2 separate regions of the Mus musculus genome follow, and region 1 is linked to region 2. A link is a contact called in public promoter capture Hi-C data. All regions are on one chromosome and are shown on one strand. Each heading gives the region's core, a stretch centred on a gene start, on an enhancer-like site or on the middle of the called end of the contact. The rest is flanking DNA. Distances are from core to core; before and after follow the strand shown. Region 1 holds the start of Pds5b (PDS5 cohesin associated factor B). Region 2 holds the start of Polr1d (polymerase (RNA) I polypeptide D).

Region 1 (4,632 bases), core at 2,051-4,550, 3.6 Mb before region 2:
AATGAGAAGTTAGGGCTAACTCTCCAAGGTGTCAGAACTGCAAACCACTCTGCAGCTTTTAAGTAAACTTAGAAGACAGCCGGCCAAGTGTGCTGTTATCCTCCACTCAGGAGGTTGAGGCAGAAGGGCTGTTGAATTTGAGGCCAGCCTGGGCTAACAGAGGGAAACAGGGTCTAAAAAAACCAAAGGCTAATATTCTTGGGGAAACTGCTCATTTTATTTTTAAACTAAATTATTTCTGCAACCTTTATATACCAAGCAGAAATACACAGAACAAATAAAATGTGTGTTGTAAATAGCAGTGACAAATGCCTCGTGTAGTAAACTGAGTTTCAGAGTAAATAATGTTCTCATAGATACAGTAACAAAGCGAGCTCAACACTAACTTTTCCAAATCACTTTGGCTTACAAGTTTAAAACCTCTTGTTGGTCACATTGATGGATGGATGGATGGATGGACGGATGGATGGATGTCTAACAGTGTCAATAAAAGAGCAAGTAGCTCTTAAAGACAGAGGCTCCAAGAGGTTGGTTAGCTTCTGAAAGAAGAGAGGTGAACAGAATCCTGGACAACAGTTGTTAAAGCCAGAGTCTAAACCAGTCAGTTGACTTTGAAGCTGAAATGAGAGGAAAGTGAGAACAGGATGGAGATGATGGGTTGAATCCCGATGACTTCAATTACATACAGTAAGTCCTACACAAAGCAACAGACACCAGCAAACTTCTCAGTTTCTCAATCGCCCACCTGAGTAAGCTTTTAACCCAGGGCCATTCCATCTAAACCTAACTTCTCATCTGTAGAGGGCTGGCAACAAGCCTCAAGTTCCTCGGTAGTTTTCTAACACCTGCAAAGTAAACGTAAATTTCCACTTTTGCAGCATTTTATGTCACCTAAGAATCCGTAAACCAGAGTGAACTAGCTCTTCTATTAATGCAAATCAAATGTGAAATAAGTAGCATGCTGGGAGCCAAAGAACAATCTCCAAATATGCTAAGGGGAATAAGAAAAACGCAGCCCCCCAAATCATTCCCTTCCTCCAGAAGTTCAGCTCTCCAGCCACTTCTCTGTTCACCTGAGCAAGACCTGTCTAAAACAAGGTGTCATTTTGCTTAGCTTAGCAAATTACTGTTAAAGCCAGATTCTTAGAATACTGTTCTTTGTTAAACAAAGTTAGAGAACATGATAAACTTAAAATTTAAATAATGATCATCAAACATCAAACTGTCTAGAACCCTGGTACAAACAAGCCGAGTACAAACCATCTTATGACAAGTCACCATCATCACAAGATCTCTTCTGAGGAGAGAGGGAGAGGGGACCAAAGCCAGGGGATTAAAGGCAACTGAAAGCATCAACAAGAGCTGCAGGAAAAGCAAAACCTTCAACCAGAATGACAAAGTTCTTTTAAAAAGGAGGGAAAAAAAAAGGCAAAAGACTAGCATTACTTTCTCATCAGAGACACTTCAAACAGAATCCAACTAAGAGGAAAACATCTGTGCTACTTTAGTAGTAAACTTTAAAACACATCTTTTCTATATATGTATCTGTAAATTTACATCATATGCAAATACGAGTTCAAAGAAGTAACGTTTTGATTCAAGATGGTTTTTATGAGCTGGGTGTGGCAATGTAATCCCAGCACATCAGGCCAGAAAGATTGCCAGTTCCAGGCTACCATAGCATACTACTCCCCACTTTCACCACCCTAAAAGTGTGTTTAATATTTAAACTTTGGGAATTAATTTATTAATCTTATGTGCCATATAACTTTTTACCTCCAAACTCGCCGCTGTAAAATCAGTTAGGTATTATGCTGTCACCATGAAATGGAAGATTACCTGTTCCACAGCGGCCTGCCATAGCTCCCAAGTGTTCACTCTACTAAAGTCCCCCAAACACTAGCATCTGACATGTCTAGTGCACAGCCAAGAGATAGCCTCTGAAACCCGCGCTTGTGCCAACTTAGTTGACTTTCACAAAAGTTAACACAGAAAACACCCCCTCGTGGAACTGTTAACTACATGTGCTGAGAACAATGCTTAAATTGCCCTTCTCCACTTCAGTCATCATAAGTTAGCTACAGCCCACCTCCTACACTACATACACCTGGCTTTTAAAAGGTTATTTCGTTGAAGTCCACAGGCCTCCCCAACTCTCTCAGGACCTCAGACCAACCTTCAAAAATGAAACAATACTTCCAAAGCTTCAACAAGTATTCAACAGAGAGACCGCTCCTTGGAGCGATTACAGCCACCCATCAGTTCCTAACTCTAGTATCAAAGGAGCATTCTTTGAAATCAAAAATATGGGGGGGGGGGGGGGCTTTTAAATCTTGGTAGGGTTCCTGAGGATGGAGCGAACGAATCACTCTTCTTTCAAACCCCTCGGGAGTTCGTACTGGAATAGCATGCAGCGCTGAAGAGCAGGTGCTGAATTTCGGGGTTCCGTCGACCCTGCAAACACCTGTCGGCTGCATGCTACATGCCTGCTCCTATGTGCAAACATCACATTTGCTCTTCAACGTACAGAGCAAAAACCGAAACAAAACAAAAAGCAGACCCACAGCCACAGCCGCCGCCAACGCCGCCAACACCAACGCCGCCGCCGCCAGGGCTTCTCCCGGACCGCAAACTTTTAGAGTGTCAGTGGAATAACGGTGCAGAGGCGGGCGGGCGAGCCCGCACCGCACACTGTCCGTACCGCCGTGGGGCTGCACCCGCGGTCGCCCGAGGACTCTCTCTCTCTCTCTCTCTCTCTCTCTCTGACTCTCTCTGACTCTCTCCTCTTTCTCTCTCTCTCTCTCTCTCGCTCTCGCTCTCTCGGCCGGCTCCCGGCTCTTCCCCGACTCCCGAGCAGTGCGGCGCGCCTCCCCTCGCGCCGGGCCCGCAGGCAGCCGGAAGGGGGAAGCGGCGCGGGGGGCTTCTCTCCAGGGGGAGGAGAGGGGAGGGGGAGGGGCGCGGCCGCGGCCCCCGCAAAGGTCACTCCGGGCCGGCGCCAGCCGCGGCCCGCGGCCTCCCCGCCCCCGGCCCCACCGCAGCCCCGCTGGGACACCGGGACACGCGAGGCTCAGCGGGCGACGGCTCCACGCGCGCACGCCCCGCTAGAAAAATGGAGCGTGGGGCGCTGAGGCGATGAAGAGGCGCTCCCTTTCCGTTACCCGAGTCGCTCCTACCTCCGGTCGCCCGGCTCCTACACTCCTCGCGCTCCTCCGATCTCGGGGATCCGCCGCCCTCGCCGCCGCCGCCGCCGCCGCCGCATCCAATCGCCTCCTCCCGCCCCCCCTCCCCTTCCGCAGCCAGTCCAGGCCGTTCCTCCGCCTCTCCGCTTCAAAATGGCGCCAAGAGCAGCTCCGCGGCTGCTCCAATCGAACCGCGGCGGACAGCGCCTGGGGGGCAGGCAGAGCGCCGCGTGGGTTCTCAGCGCCCCCTACCGGCCGCACGGCTTCTCGCTCAGGCGCGTGCGCACGCGCTCCTCAGCCCGCGCTCCGGGCTCCGCCCCACACACCCGGGGGCGCGCACGCGCAGGCTCCGCCCTGCTGGCGCGGCCTCCTCTGTCTCCTTGGCAGCAGAGTGATGGGCAGCTGTCAGTGCGTTCTCTCAGCTTGGACTCAGCCTCCCAGGCTTTGGCGGGAAATCTGTAGATAGCTGAACTCCGCTGGCTTTGGCTTTTTTTTTTCTTTCCTTTTTTGGATGAGGCTTTTTTTTTTTTCTTTCCTTTTTCTTTCCTTTGCCGCCCTAGCTGGCCTGTGGAGCTCACTGTGTACACCAGGCTACACATGATCTTACCATGTAGACCAGGCTGCCCTCGAGTTCAGAGATCTGCCTGCCTCTGCTTCTGCCTCCTTAGTACTGGCATTTTCCCTACGCCCGGCCTTTTTTTTTTTTTTTAATTTCTAAAAAAAAAAAAAGGAGGGGGACGGCGAGATGGTTCAACGGGTTAGAGCACCGATTGCTCTTCCGAAGGTCCTGAGTTCAAACCCCAGCAACCACATGGTGGATCACAACCACCCATAATGAGATCTGACACCCACCATCTTCTGGAGCGAGAGGGTGCCAACTGGAGTGAGTAGAGGTCCTAAGTTCAATTCCCCAACAACCACATGAAGGCTCACAGCCATCTGTATAGCTATAGTGTACTCATACACATAAAATAAAAAATAAATGTGTATTATTTTATTTGAGAATACGCTCTCACTATGCAGCCCTGACTGGCCTAGAAATCACTATATAACCCAGGCTAGGCTCCATCCTCCAGCCACTGCCTTCCCAATGCTGGGACTAAAGGTATGTGCCACCACTCCTGGCTTTTTTTGTTGTTTTGTCTTGTTTTGTTAGATAGGGTCTCACTATGTAGCTCTGTCTGGGTCTGGAGCTCACAGAGACCCACCTGCCTCTGCCTCTATGCCTCTGCCTCCCAAGTGCTAGAATTAAAGGTGTATTCCACCTCTTGTGCGATGTTTTAAACCCTGTGGTGCAGCACAGATTATGTGCTGTGTAAATGAAAGATTATTAATGTCTACATGGCTCCTCACCGGTTGGTGGACCTAGGGATCCAGTGTTCATCCCACTGCTCAAGAACCCCCCTTAACGGGGTGAGGAAGCGATTGGAAGGCCACAAAGATGCCATCCAGA
Region 2 (4,747 bases), core at 1,594-4,093:
TGTTACAAAATGTAAGGATCTGATTTTAATCTCCTGAACTTAAAAGTTGAGTAGATTTGTTAAGCTCGCAGCCAAGCCCAGTGCTCAGGAGACAGATATAGGTGGGTCCCTAGGGTAGTCTAGCCTAACTGACAAAAGCCCTTAACCCAGCTTGTGAGAAACTAGGGCAAAGGCAAGCTTACCATGTGTGTTCTAAGTCAGCCAGGGCTAGTTAGTGGAACTGCCTCAAACCAACCAACCAAAAGTAAGTTGCTGGCTCCTGATGAACCATCCTTATGGAACTTCTGGCCTCCATATGCATACATGCATATGCACACAAACATGCCTGCACAAAACCTAATAAAAATTGGTTTACTCATGTTGCACCTATACATTTCATTAGTGTTCTGGAATTCAAGCAGTAAACTGACATCTACCCTACTAATGCTACAAAGTAGAGCCTGATACCAATTAAAATTCTGAAGAGCACTTCATATTATCTTCACCCTTAAGGTAGTCTACTAATCGTATCAAAAGATGCATTTTCATTAGTTAAAAAAAAAAAAAAACCTGGTGAGATGGTTTAGTGGGTACAGGTGCTTGCTGCCAAGCCCAGCAATCACCAAGTAGCTCCGATATGGTGGAAGGAGAGAAGAGACTCCTATCTGTGTGCCATGGCAAGTTTGTGTACACAAATAATGAGTAAAATGTTAAAAAAAAAAATTCAAGTCCCTCTGCCAGTCTTCTTTCCAGCCCTTCTAGTTACAGTCTCCTGGGTCTCGTTCTATGTCACCTCTCCTTTCCTTAGCACCTCAATCATATAGAAATAAAGAGACTCTTTAAGAGCTGTGATCAAGCTGGGCGTGGTGGTACACGCCTTTAAGCCCAGCACTTGGGAGGCAGAGGCAGGCGGATTTCTGAGTTTGAGGCCAGCCTGGTCTACAGAGTGAGTTCCAGGGCTACACAGAGAAACCCTGTCTCAAAAAAAAAAAAAAAAATCTATGATCAAAACCCCTACCTTGGCCCAATTATCTGTTTGCTCACTTTTAGTGTTGGTTCAATTAAGAGGGTGACACCATCCTTGGGGTTCATCTAGGTTCAAGGAAGAGAAACCACTCAAAACTAGTTTAAACAAAAGAGAGAATTTATTAGGCAAATATACTTGCAGAGATTCCAACAGCTGTATGGGTCAATAGCTAGAGCCACATTTTCTTTCCTACAGGACAGTACATGCTGCAATCACAATTCTGGGTTCTGCACCATCCTGAGGGTGGTCCTGCTTGTACCCTGCACGAGGGACTAGAATGTGGGCTCCTTTTTGCTTGCCTTTTTAGCTTTATAGTCCTTTATGCTGGCCTCAAACTTGACAAGCACATGCTGGCAGACATTCAAGAGCTCATTCAGGCCTTTCTGAAACGGCTCAACAGCTGGAAGGGCACCCCGGGTCTGAATTCGCAAATTAATTTTGCTCTCTGAAGGATGGGTCGTAGTGTAACCACAAAATTCCACTTCCGGGTTCTTCATGATTATGTACCGCAGACAGTTTCCTAGTGTATGGTCCTCCTCGTGCAGGACAAATGTCACACACTGTCTATCTGTTCCAGCTGCCTGGACCATTTCCAGGGCTGTCTTCCTCTCGCCTTCAGCCATTGAGGTCTTCAATCCTGATATTTTTCTACACACATATTTTTTTTGTAAGAATAAGATCACATGGAATATCGTTTTCTGATTAACTTTTTATGATTCACTGCCTCATTCTCCTGCCTCCACACTTCTAGCCATAGATATTTAACTCCAGTTTTTCCCTACTTCATTTGACTCCAGCAAAGAGGGGGAGGGGTGTCATCTCAGAAAAAAAAAAAAACCCCACCAAGTTAAATGTTTGCAAAATCTTTCTTGGGATAGAGCAAAAGAAAGGGGCAGAGTTACAATAGGGTAGGCCCTGCTGCAAGATGAAAAGGGAGTTGACAGGTATAAAAAACACGATTACTTTAGCATAAAAATGGCAACCACAAGTTATCAGGGTGGCAGGCTCAGTTACGGCTCCCATTTGAAAGAGGTAAGGAAACTACTAAGTTAAAGGAAGTGAAAAGTTTAATAGGAGGGAGAATTTGGTGGACAGAGAGAATTTACGAGCAGTCTGCACAGAGCGGAGTTGCAGTAACTTTAGCCAACTTAAACACGCCAGGCCCGCCACTCGGGACGGCTGGCCCGGTGCGTGACCTTACAACGAGGCAGTTCTAATGGGGGTGGTGGCAGTTTGGGACTTACAGCATGATTCCCAACTTCTCTCCCCTCCCGGATGGCTAGCATCCCTCTGGGCTTTTCTGTTACAAATAAACCCACGGCTCCTCCCTCTTCCCAACCCGGCCCGCTCTACTCTCTCTCCTTCCTTCCCCAGCGCCTGGGGTCAGGCCTAGCCGCCACGCCGGGCCGCAGTCGGCCGCGTGCCCCTTCGCCACCCGCTTCGCTGGCCCGACCCGCCGCCCCACTCCACTCTTCCCCTCCACCCTTACCTCTCCAGCTCCTGATCGTCTTCCATCGCGGGAGGTGGGGGTGGCGGCTCCAGGAAATCCTCAGGTGGCGCTGGCGAAATGGAAGCTCTTCCCCATGTCGCGAAAGGTGCGGGACAAGGCAGGAAGGAAGAAACCACCGACGGAAGAAGCGGATGACGGAAGGAGGGGGGCGGAGCCGCAGCGGCGCGGCAGGGCCCTCTGTGGGCGGGGCTAAACCGGGTCCCGCCCCCGACCACGCCCAGGCGCGGGCAGGACGGTTCACCTGGAACTGCGGAAGCTAAGCCAGCTGCCGGGCACAGCCAGCCGGTCCCCAAGTGCCACTGAAGAGCATAGGCTCTCACCTGTCGCCCCGAGACACCTGCTATTTAAAAAGAGTCAGAGTCGGATCTCTGGCCTGCTAGGCTCTCCAGGAACCCGACTGCCCCAGGGCTGGCTATTCCCAGGACTTGAGTCCTCAGGGGCCTTTCATGGGGCACCTTGAAAAAGCAGAGAGACTGTTGTGCAGAGATGACTCTCCTGACGATACTGTGGGTTTTAAAAATTTTTCTCCCTGGGGTGCAAATGTACATCTCCACTAGGTGCAAGGGCTGCGATGGTCTTTCTTTTGCGAGAGAAGTGAGAGTTTGGAGCACCGCCCTCCTTCCTCGGGAGCTCACGCTGTGGGACTGGCAGCTCCTTTTCCCTTTGATCCCAAGGAACCGCCCTTCTTCTCAGGTGCATCCTCCCAGCTCCCACCTGACCCTGGCCAGGCTGGGTCCCCGCCCCACCCAGCTGTCCCCTCGCCCTGCACACCTACACGTCAGCCGCCCCCCGCCACCTGTTCTCCCTCAGCCTGGTCCCGCAGCCCTCCCCTCCCTTCAGCTGTCCCACGCCCGGCGCGGCGCTCCAGGGGTGCACGCAGACACTTCCCGAGCGTTTTCTCTGTGTGTCTGAGAGGGAGAATCCGGCCGGGAGCGATGGCGGAGGGCGGAACGCGCTCACTCTAACACGGGGGTGATGAGCAGGGCCGACTCGGCCCCTCGAACTCCTTGATTGGTCGAGAGGCTCCGAGCCCGCTCTTAGTCCCGCCTTTGTCCGCCGTTGATTGGCTCAGGTGCGTGTCGGGTTGGGCCTCTGCGCTCGCCCCCTAGGGGAAAGGCAGCAGGGGCGGTTGAGAAGTAAAGTCTTGGCCGGACTTTGCTTCTCGCCAGGAAATCGGCGGCGGCGAGTCCCAGCGGAGCGGAGCCGGGCGGCGTCCTCGTCAGCGCTCCCGCGGGGAGCCCGCCGCTTTCCCTCAGTGAGTTACTTCGCCTCAGGTGCGGGCGGTGACGGGGTGTGGCGTCAGGGTAGGGGGGACCATCTGGGGGACCGCTGGGGGCCGCGTGCTGTCTGGCCCGGCCCGGTGCGGGTGCGGGTTCCAGGAACCCCGATGCAGGTCTGCGCGCCTCTCGCTTTTCAAGACATGGAGGTTTGGGAACGAGTTCTTGCACTTTGCGTCTGCACGTTGTCTGGAGCCAGAGTGGCGCTAGCTAGTTGCCCTCTGGTTTTGTTTCCTGGAAGGGATGAGCAGAGAGGCACCCTCCTCCTTGCCCCAGCCTGTTGCGGGGGAATTCTCACCTTTCTCTTCAGATTTGACATGTTTGGGAGCGTGGGGGGTATAATTTCCAAAATATGAGTCCCGATTTGGAAGCATTTGCGCACAAAGCACCTCTTGGGAAAGACATCGCTGGCTTTTCAAAGCTTTCTGCCACGTTTCACGCAAGGACTTTTTAATGGAGTGTTCTAGTATTTCCGTTTGCATTTAAGAGTGTGTGTTTGCCAGGAGCCTTAAGGACGCTTCCGCGTGGCTTTATCGAATCAATTTTTCTTCTTCTCACTCTGTAGCCTTGGCTAGCCTGGAACTCACGGAGATCCGCCTCTTTCTTGAGTGCTGTAGGGTTAGAAAGGCGTGTGCCCCACACCCCGCCAATTTTTCTTTGGGGAAAAAAAAAAAAAAGCCCAGAAACCAATGGCAAGGGTAGTTGGAGGCAACCGTGAGCTCCAGTTTATCCAAACTGCCTTCACTTTAAGAATGTCACATTCTTTTCAGTCACAGTACTTAGACATTGGCCTCCTTCCCAGGACACAATTTGCGTTTTCTCTAGCCTGTTCAGTGACATAGCACAGACGCAGGATCTCAGTAGGTCAGTCCTGTTTGCTTTGATAGGTTTGAAAACCCTCCCCCACCCACCCACCTTTGGAGAAAAGGACTTTGGCAGGTAAAGAAGGAAGAT

Evidence for each region. Promoter capture Hi-C pulls out the DNA fragments that hold promoters and counts their contacts.
Region 1: a contact with region 2 is called in a promoter capture Hi-C map of pre-B cells, with 6 times the contacts expected there. The contact joins the promoter of Pds5b here to the promoter of Polr1d in region 2. A contact is called at or near these places in 2 of 39 promoter capture datasets (cranial neural crest and pre-B cells).

What each region holds. Positions count from the first base shown.
Region 1 is chr5:150,672,495-150,677,126 of GRCm38.p6, reverse strand. It overlaps Pds5b (PDS5 cohesin associated factor B), which reads right to left and starts at 3,300. Exons shown (of 35, transcript NM_175310.6): 1 at 3,174-3,300. It overlaps Gm40353, which reads right to left. Exons shown (of 6, transcript XM_017321266.1): 2 at 3,159-3,386; 3 at 2,565-3,101.
Region 2 is chr5:147,075,442-147,080,188 of GRCm38.p6, reverse strand. It overlaps Polr1d (polymerase (RNA) I polypeptide D), which reads right to left and starts at 2,843. Exons shown (of 3, transcript NM_181730.4): 1 at 2,496-2,843. The coding sequence starts at 2,521. It overlaps Lnx2 (ligand of numb-protein X 2), which reads left to right and starts at 3,617. Exons shown (of 10, transcript NM_080795.4): 1 at 3,617-3,771.